2 separate regions of the Hordeum vulgare genome follow, and region 2 is linked to region 1. The links are chromatin contacts, called in public Hi-C maps. All regions are on one chromosome and are shown on one strand. The core of a region is the stretch at or near the end of the contact, and the rest is flanking DNA. Distances in the headings are between cores, read along the strand shown. Region 1 has its middle 52 kb from the start of LOC123446240. Region 2 holds the start of LOC123446242.

What was found. A called contact is a pair of places that touch in the nucleus more often than the background predicts.
Region 2: a Hi-C map of leaf shows a contact between it and region 1, with 2.8 times the contacts expected there. The contact joins the promoter of LOC123446242 here to the enhancer-like site in region 1. A contact is called at or near these places in 2 of 6 Hi-C or Micro-C datasets (leaf and seedling).

Annotation. Positions count from the first base shown.
Region 1 is chr4H:127,240,264-127,247,364 of MorexV3_pseudomolecules_assembly, forward strand. No RefSeq gene overlaps it. Among protein-coding and RNA genes, the nearest start is that of LOC123446240, 52 kb to the left of the region's middle. Within about 2 kb of position 3,193, at least 2 of the 3 cell types and tissues checked have open chromatin away from gene starts, as enhancers often do. A contact at or near this core is called in leaf, where this site is marked.
Region 2 is chr4H:128,177,560-128,184,660 of MorexV3_pseudomolecules_assembly, forward strand. LOC123446242 reads left to right here and starts at 3,256. Exons shown (of 2, transcript XM_045122917.1): 1 at 3,256-3,775; 2 at 3,891-3,952. The coding sequence starts at 3,271. The coding sequence ends at 3,738.

The DNA of each region.
Region 1 (7,101 bases), core at 1,943-4,442:
GAAGATGTTCGGGCTCACACGAACATGGCGACATCGAGCGATTGCGGGCTGTGTGGGGCAACCGATTCTTGGTGACATTCTCTGCTCGAGTGCTCGATATCTACGTGAGGCGACTGAACCGGATGCTAAAAGCTGGCTCTTCACCATGATAGATTCCCTATCTCATGAAGCTTTCATCTCGTTATCGATCACTCTATGGGCTATATGGTGGGAGCGACGGAAGGCGATTCACGAACAGATATTGGAGAGTCCGGCTGTAACCCACCAGTTCATCTCGAGGTTCATTCATGAGCTCGAACTGCTTCCAAGTCAGGGGAGGAAGAAGCAACCAGTTCCAAAACCGGTTGTTGTAAAACCAGAAGCACCACCTTTGGAATATGTTAAGATCCATGTTGAGGCTGCAATTTCGTAGGTTCACACAAAGGGAGTTGCGGCGGCTGTGTGTAGGGATGGGACATGAAACTTCTTGGGTAGCTCGGCGCTTGTTATCAACGACATCACCGACGTACCGACTCTGGAACCTATAGCATATACGGAAGGGCTCTCCCTCGCCGCTGACCTCGTCCACAGCTTCATAATCGCCTCTAATTCCAAGCAGGTCATTGGTGACATCCACCGTCATAGCAGTTCGAGATATGGAGCTATCATCTCTGAGACAAATCTTAGGCTACCCAATTTTCTTGTATATTCTCTTTTGAAAGTAGAGCGACAAACCATAACACCGATAAACTAGCCAAGTTTGCTCACTCCCTGGATCAGGAGCGACATATGTGGATGTCGACCCCACATGATCCATTTTGTATCCCACAAACTATGGTATTTGAGTGAATAAAGCCTTGGTTTTCCCCAAAAAACAAAAATAACAAGTAACGGGGGCCTGCGGCACCAAATAGGGAATGCCCTCAGCAAAATTACTATGTCCGAGGCAATGGCCTCGGCCGACTTGGGCCTAGATCCACCCGTGGCTATACGTCCATGGAAATGACCGGATAATTCTCAAATTGCCATGTCCACAACTATGTATCTTAAATTTGGTACTTTATATTCATATACTAAAGCATGTACACTACTGCAGAAATGTCTAGCAATGACGGATAAGACTCTTATGGGCGTGTGTCACTCACCTCCTGCCACTGTTAACATGCACTACGCGCCTATCACTAGTAGCGCAAGAGCAATTGCTAGCGCCTAGGATCGTTCGCCACAGAAAATTTGATGTAGCAATAGTGGGCACTTTGTTCCACCCGCCACCGGTACTAATACATGCCGAATTGATGATATTATAGCATGGTACACCTGGATTGGAACATCAGATTGCATGAGATATATAAATTCTAATTTTAACATTCATCCACATACACACAACACATTAAAATGATGTTGAATTAATTAAAAGTAGTAGTCAAGCGAATATAACAAATACATTACAATAACAAAGCATATGTCCCTCGTAACATAATTAAATGTTTGACGAGTTGTTTAGGAGTGAAATGAGTGTCAGTTACTAGAACCAGCTCATACAACATGAATGACGAGTGCATGCAACGAACGGGATCAGCGGGCCGCTTGCTATGGAATTAGAGATTTGGCCTGTGAGAGAACCCATTTAACTACCTAACTCAGCATGGGTATGGTGGTTGGACTCAGACTCGGCCAGATTCTCAACCTCTTATTTGGGTGGCCTTTGTCAACCTCTTATTTGGGTCGCCTTTGTCAGTATGCAAACCGCGAGGTCAATGAACCGCCCTGTGCTATCTTCTTCATTACTCGGAGAGAACACCGGACATCGAAACACTTCTAACCCAAGCTAACATCGCCTCCCTGAGGTGCTCTGTTCGGTGCATGTTAGTTTCCACAAAAATAGTTTTTATAGAACTTGGATATATGGTTTTTAAATTTTGTTCAAAATACCAGGGTCCATGGAGTCCATGGCTAGAAAGTCTTTCAATGGATCATCTATTATCACCTTTTTCGGTTCCATTATTATGGGCCTAGAGTAGCAATTAGGCCCATGCGATCCACTCCACCAACTAGATTGTATTTTCACGTGAAGCAAGTGTGATGATGACGGCTTTTGGACACCATGTTAGGTTGGGCTAACGTGGAGATCTTCTTATTGTATTTGTGACACACGTTGTGTCAACTTGCCACAGAAACGCATAGAAGCGAAGGAGCGGACAAGTAACTGAGTCGGCCCATTGTAGCTCCAAGTGAGATTGACAAAATATGTTTTTAGGAAGTTCGTGGACAATGTGACTGGTTTTGACAACCTTCTAGAAGGTTCTTGGACCGGATTTTACTGGTTTTCTGGTTGTTTTCTTTTCCCTTACTTTTGTATCTTTTTAGTTTTTCCATTTCTTTTTTATTTTCTGTCCTTTTTCTTCACTTTAGAATTTTTTATTTTTTCCTTTTTCAAGTTTAATTTTTTTTTAAATGTTCCTATATTTTGGAAAATATTTGTAAATTTAAAAAAAGTTTCATATTTATCATAAAATATTTAAAACTTAAAAACAATCTTTCTTTCAAATATTATACACAAATTCAAAAACATATGGTAACGTATAAAATTTCATGCTTTTCAAAAATTGTTCAGAAGTTCAAAAAATGGTCATATTTTCATTTTTCTAAAAGAAATTCGAAAAACATTCATGATTTCAAAAATTGTTTGCCTTTCTAAAAAAACATTCCTGTGTTTCACAAGTTGTTTCCAAATTTAAAAACATTTCGGTTTTTGAATTTATTCAGGAGTTTCAAAAATATTCCCGATTTCAAAAATTATTCGCAATTCTAAATTTGGTTAAGAATTTAAAATCTTAGCGTTTAATTATTATTTTTATTTATACCAAAAATTGTTCACAGGTTTGTAAAATGTTAATTTTTTTATGAACATGATTTTTTAAAATCCCTATAATTTTCCATAAAAACGAATATTTCTTTTGAAAAATACAAACAGTTTCTGGAAACACGAACAATTTTTTAAAGACAAATTAATTTTTGAACTTATAAACAAATTTCAGGATGATTTTTTTTTTTGGATTTTTTAACAAGAAAATGAAAACAGGAAAAAAATGAAATGTGAGGAGCTGCGCTATTATTGGTTCTATTGCTCGTTATCTGTACTGGCTAGCAGGAGAAGCTCCATGGCCGAAAGTTGACAATCTGCGGCAGTAAGAGCGAGATAGGAGCAGGGCCGGCCATGGGCCATGGCGACGAGTGCGACGGACTAGGGCCCAGCACGAGCAGGGGCCCATACCCTTGAAGTCATACACAAGCACAAACGGAAGTTTGTCTAGAAAAGAAAAGCACGAACAGAAGCCAAGCATGAATTGCTTCCTAAATTATTTCCTTGACTCACTCACAGAAACACGCCACCATCTCATCGTCTTCCTCTCTAGAAAAAGCACGTCTTCATCTCATCATCTTCCTCCCGTTCTCCATCTTCTTTCCCAAATCATAAACTACCAGTTATTTGGTCGGTGTCGTTGGAAAAGGCCCTCTGGATCAATCTTGAAAACCAAATCTCGCCATGTGCACACAGGTAGCTATAAAATCGGGTACTCCCTCCGTAAAAAATATAAGAATGTTCAAATCACTATTTCAATGATTTAAATGTTTTTATGTTTCTTTACAGAAAGAGTACTAAATTTGGGCTCAACATTGTGCTAACTAAAAAAATTTACGTGACATCGAAAGTAGTTTGGAGCGGTAGCCACTCCAAACTGAAACTCCGTAGCTGCCCCTTCTTTAGTATTACTACGTATGCACTCTGTCGATCTCCTCGACTCGAAACTGGTCAAGTTCCCAAGCTAGGATAGTACGAGTACATTATATTATTCGTCCAAATTACTGAAATTCTCGTTCTCTGTCTCCCACGTCTACCGGACCGGAATACTCAACACTCATCAGATAATCGTCAAATCCTATCGATCATGAACGCAAAAAAAATAAAATAAAAAAATCTATCGATCATGCCGGCATGATGGACGAAGACTACCGCGTTGTACTAGTCTCCTTGTGCGTGTGTTCTAGCGGAGGCCTGACCGCCCGAGGCACCAAGAGAGGTAGAAAGAGGTGCATGCATGCTGCATGTCCCTCCACAAGACACTCCACCCATCAGTTACGGAAAGTGCTTCCGATCCCGTGGAAAAAAAAAGATGAGTTAAGGAAGAAACCGATCGTCCATAAGACAGCCAACGGTTAACATCATACATAATTTTTTTTTCTCGACATATGTTTTAAATTTTGATTCAAAGGTACACGCTATACTTTTGCCTGAATTTTAGCAAGTTTTAGAAGCCCATACTGAGATTAGGTGTGGCGGGTGCCGTAGGGGCTGTTTGGATCGGTGCCACCGTCCGCCAATCCAAAATTTTGGCGTTGACTAGAACGCTAATTACCATTTAGATCATCTATAATAATTTGGCTCGCCTGAAGCCCAACTGCCCTTGTCGTTCAACCCGTGACCAATTCTTTGGCGAGGCCCGGCGGCTGATTTGTCTGTCAAAAAATTGGCGTGCTGTTGGTTGGCCACACAAGAAAGTAGGGATGGATTAACGAGCTAGTCGGCTCGTTAAACCTCATGCTCGTTAAGACTCGATTTGTTAAGTTTAACGATCAAAAAACTTTGATCGGCTCTATTCACTAAAAGCTCGTTAAGCTCGTGAGCACTCGCGGGTACTCGATTTGTTAAGCTTAACGAGTAAAAAACTCGGATGTGTTTTTTATGATGAAAGATAGTGGCTACGTGAGGAGGTATGCTAGTTATAGTCTTATGTGGGGTTAGGTTGGATTCATTAGATATAATAGATGGATTGACGTGTCAAGAAATATTGTCATTTAACATAAAAAATATGTGTTATGTTGTATTAACGAGTTGCTTGTAAAACTCGTTAGCTCATTCATTAAGCTCATTAATTTAATGAAATGAAACTTAGGATTGGCTCTGTTTATTAAGAAGCGAGCTACGAGCTTAACGAGCTGAGCTACGGAGTGTTCATTAAGCTCGCGAGCTACGAGTTTTCGGTCACTTTCTCGTACATATGGACCAAAAGCTCTGATGTACGAAATATGTTTCTTCTAAGTCTAAAATCATCAAATTATTGTTCTAAGGTAATTTTTATATTTGTTAAAAACAGTAAAATAATTACAAAAGAGAGAATACAAAGAAAAGTAAATAAGGTACTAAAGGACACCCGGCCTAACCAATGCTAGTTATTTCTATAACATGATCACATAGTATGAGTGTCGATCCAATCCTGTATGAACTACAAGTGCTTGTCTTTAATCCTATGTTGCAGATTTAGAAGATCTTTCTTAGGCAAGAAGTTTCAAGAAAGAATGGTTGGCACCTCATTTTGGAAGATTTTCCCATCTCTCTGGATCCATATGTTTCAACATCCCAAAATGCTAATGCCTATTGCAATGTATTTTCGAAAGAGCTTGAGTGCTAAGGATGATCTCATCAAATAAAGAGATGCCGCTAAACCTTTGAATTGCCAACAATCTTGAGCAAATAGGCAGTCCTAGAACAAATGCATATCAGTTTCTTCAATATTTTCATTGTGTAGAGCACAATCATAGTGTTAAACATGATGTGTCAGGGATGTATTAGGGTCGTGTGCGTGTTGTACTTTGTTGTAAACTCGGCTAGGTTGGTTACGGACTCTTCTTTCTTCTTGATGTGCGTATCAAGTATGTAACAACCAAAGCCTCTTGTATCTCTCGATCGTTTCTCGATCAATATAACACGAACACGTCCCTGCCTAAAGGCATGCGCTTCCAGCCTATCCTCATATGGTATCAGAGTCTCTTCTTCCTCCCATCTATGTTGATTGCATCTTCCTCTTCCTCCATGGCTGATCCATCCCTTGCATCGCTTGGCCACACCATCTCTGAAAAGCTTGCGAGGGACAATTTTTTGGTCTCGCAAGCCCAAGTGCTCCTGCACATCAGGGCTGCGGGCATGATGGGCTTCCACGATGGCGCCATGGGTGCGCCCGCTGTTGTTCTTGTCGAGGAGAAGGAGATCTCCTAGAAGAAGGAGACCACCCAAACTCCTAATCTTGTGTATGCCATCTGGTATACTTAGGACCAGCAGGTCCTGACGTTTCTGTTGGCTTCTCTCTCGCGGGACATCTTTCTACAAGTCATCGACATCTCTTCTTCCGCTGGTGTATGAAAGGCAATCCACCAGATGTCCGCGTCCCAATCTCGGGCCAAGATCATCCAACTCTGAGGGCAACTCAACCACACACGCAAAGCTGATCTACCCTTTTCTACTTACTTCACCAAGATGAAAAGCTTTGTAGATGAACTTGCTGCAACCAGGAAGCCCCTTGACGAAGAAGAAGTTGTCTCCTATATCCTTGGGTGGCTGGACGCGGATTTCAATCCGTTTGTGTCAGCTCTCTCGGTTCGTATGGATCACGTGATCAGCCTTGGCGACCTCTTCTCCATCCTATTCAGGGCTGAAGCTCGTCTTGAGGCGCAAAATGGCGACATCAACAGCTACTCTGTCAACCTCGTTGCCAACGACGGCTATCGTGATCGCTTCCTTGCAGGTGGCAGCGACGGTTGTGGTGACTCTCGTGGCCCTGGCTATAGTGTCATGACCTTGATGTCGGAAACCTCTCCAACAACAATCAAGGTGGGGTGAACCAAGGTGTCAATTATGCAAGTGTGAAGGCCATGGTGCATGGTCCTGCGTCAAGCGATCCAGCAAATCCTTCAACAAAAACCAAAAGTGTCACGCTTGCGGTGGTGGCAACAAGGGCGGCGGTAGTGGGGCGGCGACAGTTGTAGGATCGATAGAAGATGTGTCTAGAGGGGGGGGGGTGAATAGACTACTTGTCAAGATAAATATCCTAGCCTAACCCAATTTCAAGGAAGGCAAAAATTCAGCAGTTCTAACAAGTCTAGTACACCCTACACATGCTAGTCAACATATATGGCAGCGGAAAAGTAAATACTTTGCACATGTAAAGGAGTAGAGTTTATGAGAAAAAACGCAAAGAGGTTGTCACAACGATTTTTGGCATGGTTCCGATAGGTGGCGCTACCGTACGTCCATGTTAGTGGAGACTTCAACCGACGGAGGGTTAT
Region 2 (7,101 bases), core at 2,006-4,505, 940 kb after region 1:
CCGACTAAGTTTCTTCTGCATTTTGGGTCCAACTGCATGCTGCATGTATATGCAGCAATAGTCCAGAGGATGTAATCACGAAAAACTCTTTGTGCATGTTCTGGTCCTGATGCTTGATCGATGGCGTTGTTTTTGGAATTCGATCCAGCAGACGTGGTTGCCATCAACTGCCTCATCGAGCATCTCACCGCAACAGCGCTCCGACGGGATGTCCTCATAGAGATACCCAGACGGAACTCCCACACCGAGTACCTCGGACACTTCATGGATCATGTACCACCATGTGCCTCAGCTACTAACCTCCTCGACGCATTCAAGGAGAAAGTGACTGTCGGCGAATATGAGGACATCAAGCTGTAAGTGTGCCGCATCGCCTCCGGCGAGCCATCCAACATCCTCTACTCTGAGCCCATCACCCACCTTCTCACAAGGTTGTAAACCCCACGACCAATCGTGTTAGAAAGTCGTGTTGTATATATGTTCTCATCATGGTGGTGGTGGCGACATTGGCATTTGCCAGTTCTGGATGCAGCTCGGGCACATTCGATGGGCAACAGAAGCTCTTCCCGTCCACCGCGGAGAAGCTCGACCACCGGTTGTTCTACAATGACGTCCAGGCACTCTTGAGAAAAATGTAAGCATTGGATCGCTTTGCTTGTTCAAATTTATTTGGCCGTATATATAATCATTGTCTACATGCATTGGCTAGTTCTTTTGAGCGGCTTAAAAGATAAGTTGCATCTAAACTAGTTGTCCAATCATTATTTCAAAAGCCTCAATGAACAAAAGAGACGATTTAGAGGATGTTTGTTTATAGAGACTTTTTGATGTAGAGACTAATAGAATCCCTTTTAATTCCATCCAAACCAAATATGAGGAACTTATTTTTAAGACGCCAAAAAAAACTGATCCTCCATCGCTTAAGGAAGATGCAAGTGTTGTGCCATTTAATAACCAGTGTGCATGCATTGTAGGTGCTGTGAGTTGTTGGCCATGCTACGAGCTAGGTACCTACCATATTGAGGCATTGGACATGCTACGAGTTTCTGCAACAGCGACGGAGTTGCAAACGATGACAATAACAATGACAACGTTGTTGCAAAATCACATTTCTTTGTAAAAATTCGATTGCAACATCATCTACGTGTCAAAAAGGTGAATACGCAAAAAAAACTACAACAAAATCTTTATTGTAAATGTAAATATTCATGTAACATGAGCTCTGTTGTAAATATTTTTGCAACAGTGCATGTGTTGCAGTGACCGAGACGGGGGCTAGACGTGGGATGGTGTTAGATCTAACGGATGCTAAGGCGGCAGATCTTTTAGAAAGATCCTTCGATCGAAGCGTAACACAATTCTTTTTACAGACATTTAATATTTTCAAAATTTTATGTAAAATGTTTTTTCTAATATATATTTATAAAATTTCAAAAAATATAAATAGTAAGTAATAGTAAAAGAATTAAATAAAAAAGTAAACAACAATGTGAAAAAAGTAAACGGGTGACGTCAGCACGGCATCCCCACCATGTGGTTACTGTAGCGGTGCTGGGTCGGCCCAGAAACGGCTCTCTGCACGCGACCTTGAGGCAAAGGGCTTTCTCTTTCCTCAAAAATAGCATAGGGCTTCCTCCTCTCCCATCGATCGATCGGTCCAATGGCCACCCACTCTTCCTACCTCGTCCGATTCTTCCACTGCGTCGGCGGCGGCGACAGCGAGTGGTGCAGCCTCCGCGGGGACGGCCAGTGGTCCTCGCTCCTGGGACATGACCGTTAGTCTTCTGTTCCGGTTCTGGCCACCAACCGGGACCAAAGAGATGCCTATATATACCCTCGCCCTTCCACCATCTCCTCTATTTTTGGCCATGTAAGAGGTGTGCATGCCCTGCTCTTGCCACCGTTCTATGCACGCACACGGGATGGTTGATGAAATGCCCGAGCCACACTTAATCTTTTTCCTCTCCAAGCTCGGCTTCCAAGCTTCATTTTTCTCAAGATTTGTCTAGGTTTGACGGTGCACAAACTACACAAGTGTTCTAAAAGATTAGCTACTTCATCTTTTCATCTCTCACTGCTAGTTTAACTCATTTCAAATTCTCTAAAAGTAGAGTGGTTTGTGGGTTTTAGTGTAGGAGTGTATGTGAGAGTTTTTTTTGATTTAGATGCATAATTTGAGCTCAGATTAACTTCTTAAAGTCTGCACATGTGTAGGATGCTGTCCTGTCTCCGTCCTTACCATCGTTGATCGACGGCGCCGATCTCGTCGCCGACACCAGCGTGGTGATCCTCTTGTTCTTATCTTCTTTTTAAAAGAAAAAAAAGCTTACTTGAATGATATAAATAGATGCTTGTATAAATTTCTTACTTTTATTGTTGTTTGTTATTATATAGTGCGATGGTTTTGGTATCTGTCCATGTCGGCCCTCGTGCGGCCTATGATTCGAACATGGTATATTTTATTTTATAACTATTTGTATTATTTAGTGTTTATGACAATTATGCCGACCAATGTGACATAGATGTTTTTATCTAGAAGGTACGTGAACCAGAAATTCTAATCGACCTTCTTATCGAGAGGTTAAATTTAGTTAAAAAAGAAAACAATTATTTGAAAAAGATGCAAATGTTGTGTCATTTAATAACCAGTGAGGTGCTGTGAGTTCTTGGTCATGCTACGAGCTAGGTACCTACCATCTTGAGGCATTGGGCATGCTACGAGTTTCTGCAACAACGATGGAGTTGTAAACGACGACAACAACAACAACGACAATGTTGCTGCGACATCATATTTCTTTGTAAAAAATCGATTGCAACATCATCTACGTTTCAAAAAGGTGAATACAAAAAGAAAAATCTGCAACACAATTCTTATTGTAAATTTAAATATTTATGTAACATGAGCTCCAATACATGTGTTGTAATGATGGAGACGAGACTGAACGTGGGATAGCGTGACGCATAAAATGACCTTTCTACGTTTAACATTTTCAAATTTTACGTAATTTTTTTTCGTAATATATATTTATAAAATTTCAAAATATAATTAAGTAATAGTAAAAGAAATAAATAAAGAAAGTAAACAACAGCGTGAAGAAAATAAGGAAATTACGGATGACGTCAGCACGGCATCCTCACCAAGTGGTTTACTGTGGCGGTGCTGGGCCGGCCCAGCAACGGCTCTCTGCAGGCGACCCTGAGGCAAAGGGCTTTCTCTTTCCTCAAAAATAGCATAGGGCTTCCTCCTCTCCCCATCGATCGATCGGTCCAATGGCCACCGACTCTTCCTACCCCGTCCAGTTCTTCCACCGCGGCGGCGGCGGCGACGGCCAGTGGTGCAGCCTCGGCGCCGCCTACGCCGCCGTCCGGGTCCTCCGCCCGCAGGGCCACTCCCTCGTCATGTACTCCGGTCCCGACAAGCAGCCCCACCAGTCCCAGCGTATCGTCTTCGCGTACCCAATCCTCGCGGGCGACGCCTTCGAGAGGCTGGACGGGTCCACGCTCTCCTGGGCGGAGCAAGGCTCCGGCGATGAGTTCGCTCTCTGCTTCCTCGATGAGGCCTCCTGCGCCGCGGTCTGCGGCGCCATCTCCCCGGTCACGACAGCGCTTGCAGCCCTGGACGGCATCGCTGACAGGCTCGAGGGGCTGCGAGTGGCCGCGGCGGAGGTGGGCGCCTCCGCCGCCGGAGGGGACATCGCGTGTCGGCTCGCCCAGCTTAGCTTAGCCCCCGGGCCATGAACTGGGCTGGCCGGAGAATCGAAACCAACCAGACCAAGTAGGTTGTTGCCGTAACACCGTCCTGTTAGTTCAATCAACTCTGTACAAATTCTGCAAACTTTTCTTTAGCAGTTTACATTGCTCCATTCCAAACCTGCAATTGCCAATTGCAGATTATGATGCATGCCCAGTAAGGAATTTCTTTTGAATTTGGGTGGAATCCCATCGTGCGAAATTCGTTTGTTCACGGAGCAGAGGCAGATTTTGAGCTCACGCACATCACCTCAGCGCAACACCATGTTTGTTACTCCTATTACATAAAAGAAAAATCAAACAAATCATACGCTTGTGCTGAAGTTGTTTGTGCTGATTTGTTCTTGAGATGCTGGTAGAAGGTCTGAATGATTATCAGGACGGGCTACTTTCCAGCTGAACCTTGCAATCTTGTGTCCTCGTCCATGTACCATCTCTTCAGTCTCGCATGAGCAATATTTACCTGCAAAAAGAAGATTGGGGGTTAAAACTTTAAACACACACATAATTTAGTACAGTAGTATATCAGTGCCTTCTAGTTCTAGCGTTACACATATGCATTATCTGATGAGTATCGATCGAAAGACTAACGCAACAAAGTGAAGAGCAAACAAATGATCAGTGTTACTACATATGCATTATCTGATGAGTACCTGTTTTTGCCAGTCTGTCCCAAGTGTTATGAACACAAGTACAACAGTTTGGACCAGTGTTCCCACCAGCATCACGGTCCAAATGCCCTGAGAATTTTAACATTCAGTTACAAACACAAATCAGGGAGAAGATGACACACCAAGGTAATGGTGTGAGGGGCTGATTATCTTTGTAATTACCTTTACTTGAAATCCTACAACATAACCAAGTACTACCCCAAGTGGGATGCCAATCAAGTAGTAGGATGTGATGTTAACATAAGCGACCACACCTTGCCAGCCGGCACCAACAGCAACGCCTGCAGGTAGTCAAGCAAGAGGGTGATGTTACTTTAGATCGAAAACAGGCCTATACCAACAGTCGATCGTGTGAGTCTACCTTAGGAACAATAAAACGGTGAAGCTAACCTGATAGCACTGGTTGAACACTGTTCAGCAGAATAGAGAATGCCAGGAGAGGTGAAAGGTCCGCCACCGCGTCAGCTACCGCTCGGATCTCGGTAAACATGTACGCGATGTTTCCGCAGAAGACAAGGAAGAATACAAACAATACAAATTCGATGAAGAAGGAAGTGACGACCACATTGGCGATGGCGAACTTGGCCCTCCTCGCACTGCCAGTACCGAGCTCATTTGCCACTTTAACTCTGTAACAATCATAGCTGCGTCATGATTTTGCTTTTGTTTTGTTTTGTTTTGAGAAATGATCATGACTTAACCAAAAGAGCAGCTAATTAATGAACGACAGGCCGATGATCAAGAAGTTATATACACCCTGTTGCACCCAAAAATCCGACTGAAATCATCAGCTCCCATCCATTGATGTTAAGGCTACGTATCTCACAAATACAAAACGTTCAACAATGATTAATTACTTAATGTATTTGCATGTGACAGTAAGAACATAAGATAATTCCATGGGTAGCTAGATCATGTGGAACTAATGTCAACAACAATGTATGATCAAGCGCAACTGCATGATATTCATGAATTAGTATGCATGTTACCATATTGAAAGAGGGTCGAGTGCAATCTGTGCATTCTTCATATTCTGGTAGAGGTTAGGGTTTTACCAGGTCTCGGACGTAGGTTGTAGGGGTGGAAGTGCGGGCTGCGAGGTTGGGGACGCCGGCGCCGGCGGTTGGGCGCCGTCGCGGCGTGAGAGAGAGAGAGGCGGCTAGGGTTTGGGGCTCTCGTCTCCTGAGGGAGACGACAACAGAATTGTCTGCTTAATATCGAAGGGGTACATGTGTTTATATAGGAGGACAACTTCCACTAAACCCTAGATAACTTGGACTCTAACTTGAACTCTAATATAACTTGGACTCTAAGATAGGTAAGATAACTTGGGCTAAACCCGTAATTAACCCTGCCCATTGGGCCTCCTCCGTTGGTACGTTGTACCGGTCATAACATCTCTCCCCGCCTTCTCAAACAGCTCGTCCTTGAGCTGAACATCTGGAAACTGCTGGCGGAAATCGTCGAGCTTCTCCCAAGTCGCTTCCTCCTCTGGCAGGCCGGTCTACTGTACCAAGACATGCCGCGACGCTGCTGCGCCTGCAGCACCTTCACCACCTGTGCGGAAGCTGGAAGGAGGCAGCCATCCGAAGTAGGAGGAAGGGCCGGCGTCGCTGCAGGAGGGTCCCCGTGGTAGGCCTTCAGTAAGCCGACATGGAAGACGTCGTGGAGGCGAGAACCAACTGGCAGCTCCAAGCGGTATGCGAGTGTGCCGACACACTCCAGCACACGAAAGGGACCGGCGTAGCGAGGTCCCAATTTGCGCTTGGAGCGCGGGTCTAGAGACTGCGTGGTCCTGTGGAGGAGGCGCAGCCACACCCAATCGCCCATCGCGAACTCCGCCTCGCGATGATGAGCATCGCAGTACTTCCGAGCCAGCTGCTGTGCTTGGAGAAGACGCTGGTGTGCCTCAGCCAGAATGTCTTCGCGGGTGCGGAGTAAGTCGCCCGCCGTCTTGGACTGAGCCGTCCCAGGCTCGTAAGGGAGCATCGCCGGAGGTGGGCGCTCGTAGACCACCTCGAAAGGCGTGGTGCGCATGGCGGAGTGATAGGAGGTGTTGTAGCAATACTCCGCCCACGCCAACCAGTCCACCCAAGCTCGTGGACGATCACTAGTAACACAGCGCAGGTACATGGCGATCACCTTGTTGACCACCTCGGATTGGCCGTCTGTCTGAGGGTGGAACGCCGTGCTGATGCAGAGCTTCACGCCCACCAGTCGAAAGAGATCCCGCCAGACATGTCCCGTGAACACGGGATCACGATCGCTGACGATGGACGACGGAAAACCGTGGAGGCGAACGATGCCGTCGAAGAAGGCCCGCGAATGTCGTCGATGAAGGCGAAAGATGGCCCGGAGCGAATGCACATGATACCAAATTGGTAGAGGTTAGGGTTCTACCAGGTCTCGGACGTAGGTTGTAGGGGTGGAAGTGCGGGCTGCGAGGTTGGGGACGCCAGCGCCGGCGGTTGGGCGCCGTCGCGGCGTGAGAGAGAGAGAGAGAGGCGGCTAGGGTTTGGGGCTCTCGTCTCCTGAGGGAGACGACAACAGAATATACTGTTTATTGTCTGCTTAATATCGAAGGGATACATGTGTTTATATAGGAGGACAACCTCCACTAAACCCTAGATAACTTAGACTCTAACTTGGACTCTAATATAACTTGGACTTTAATATAACT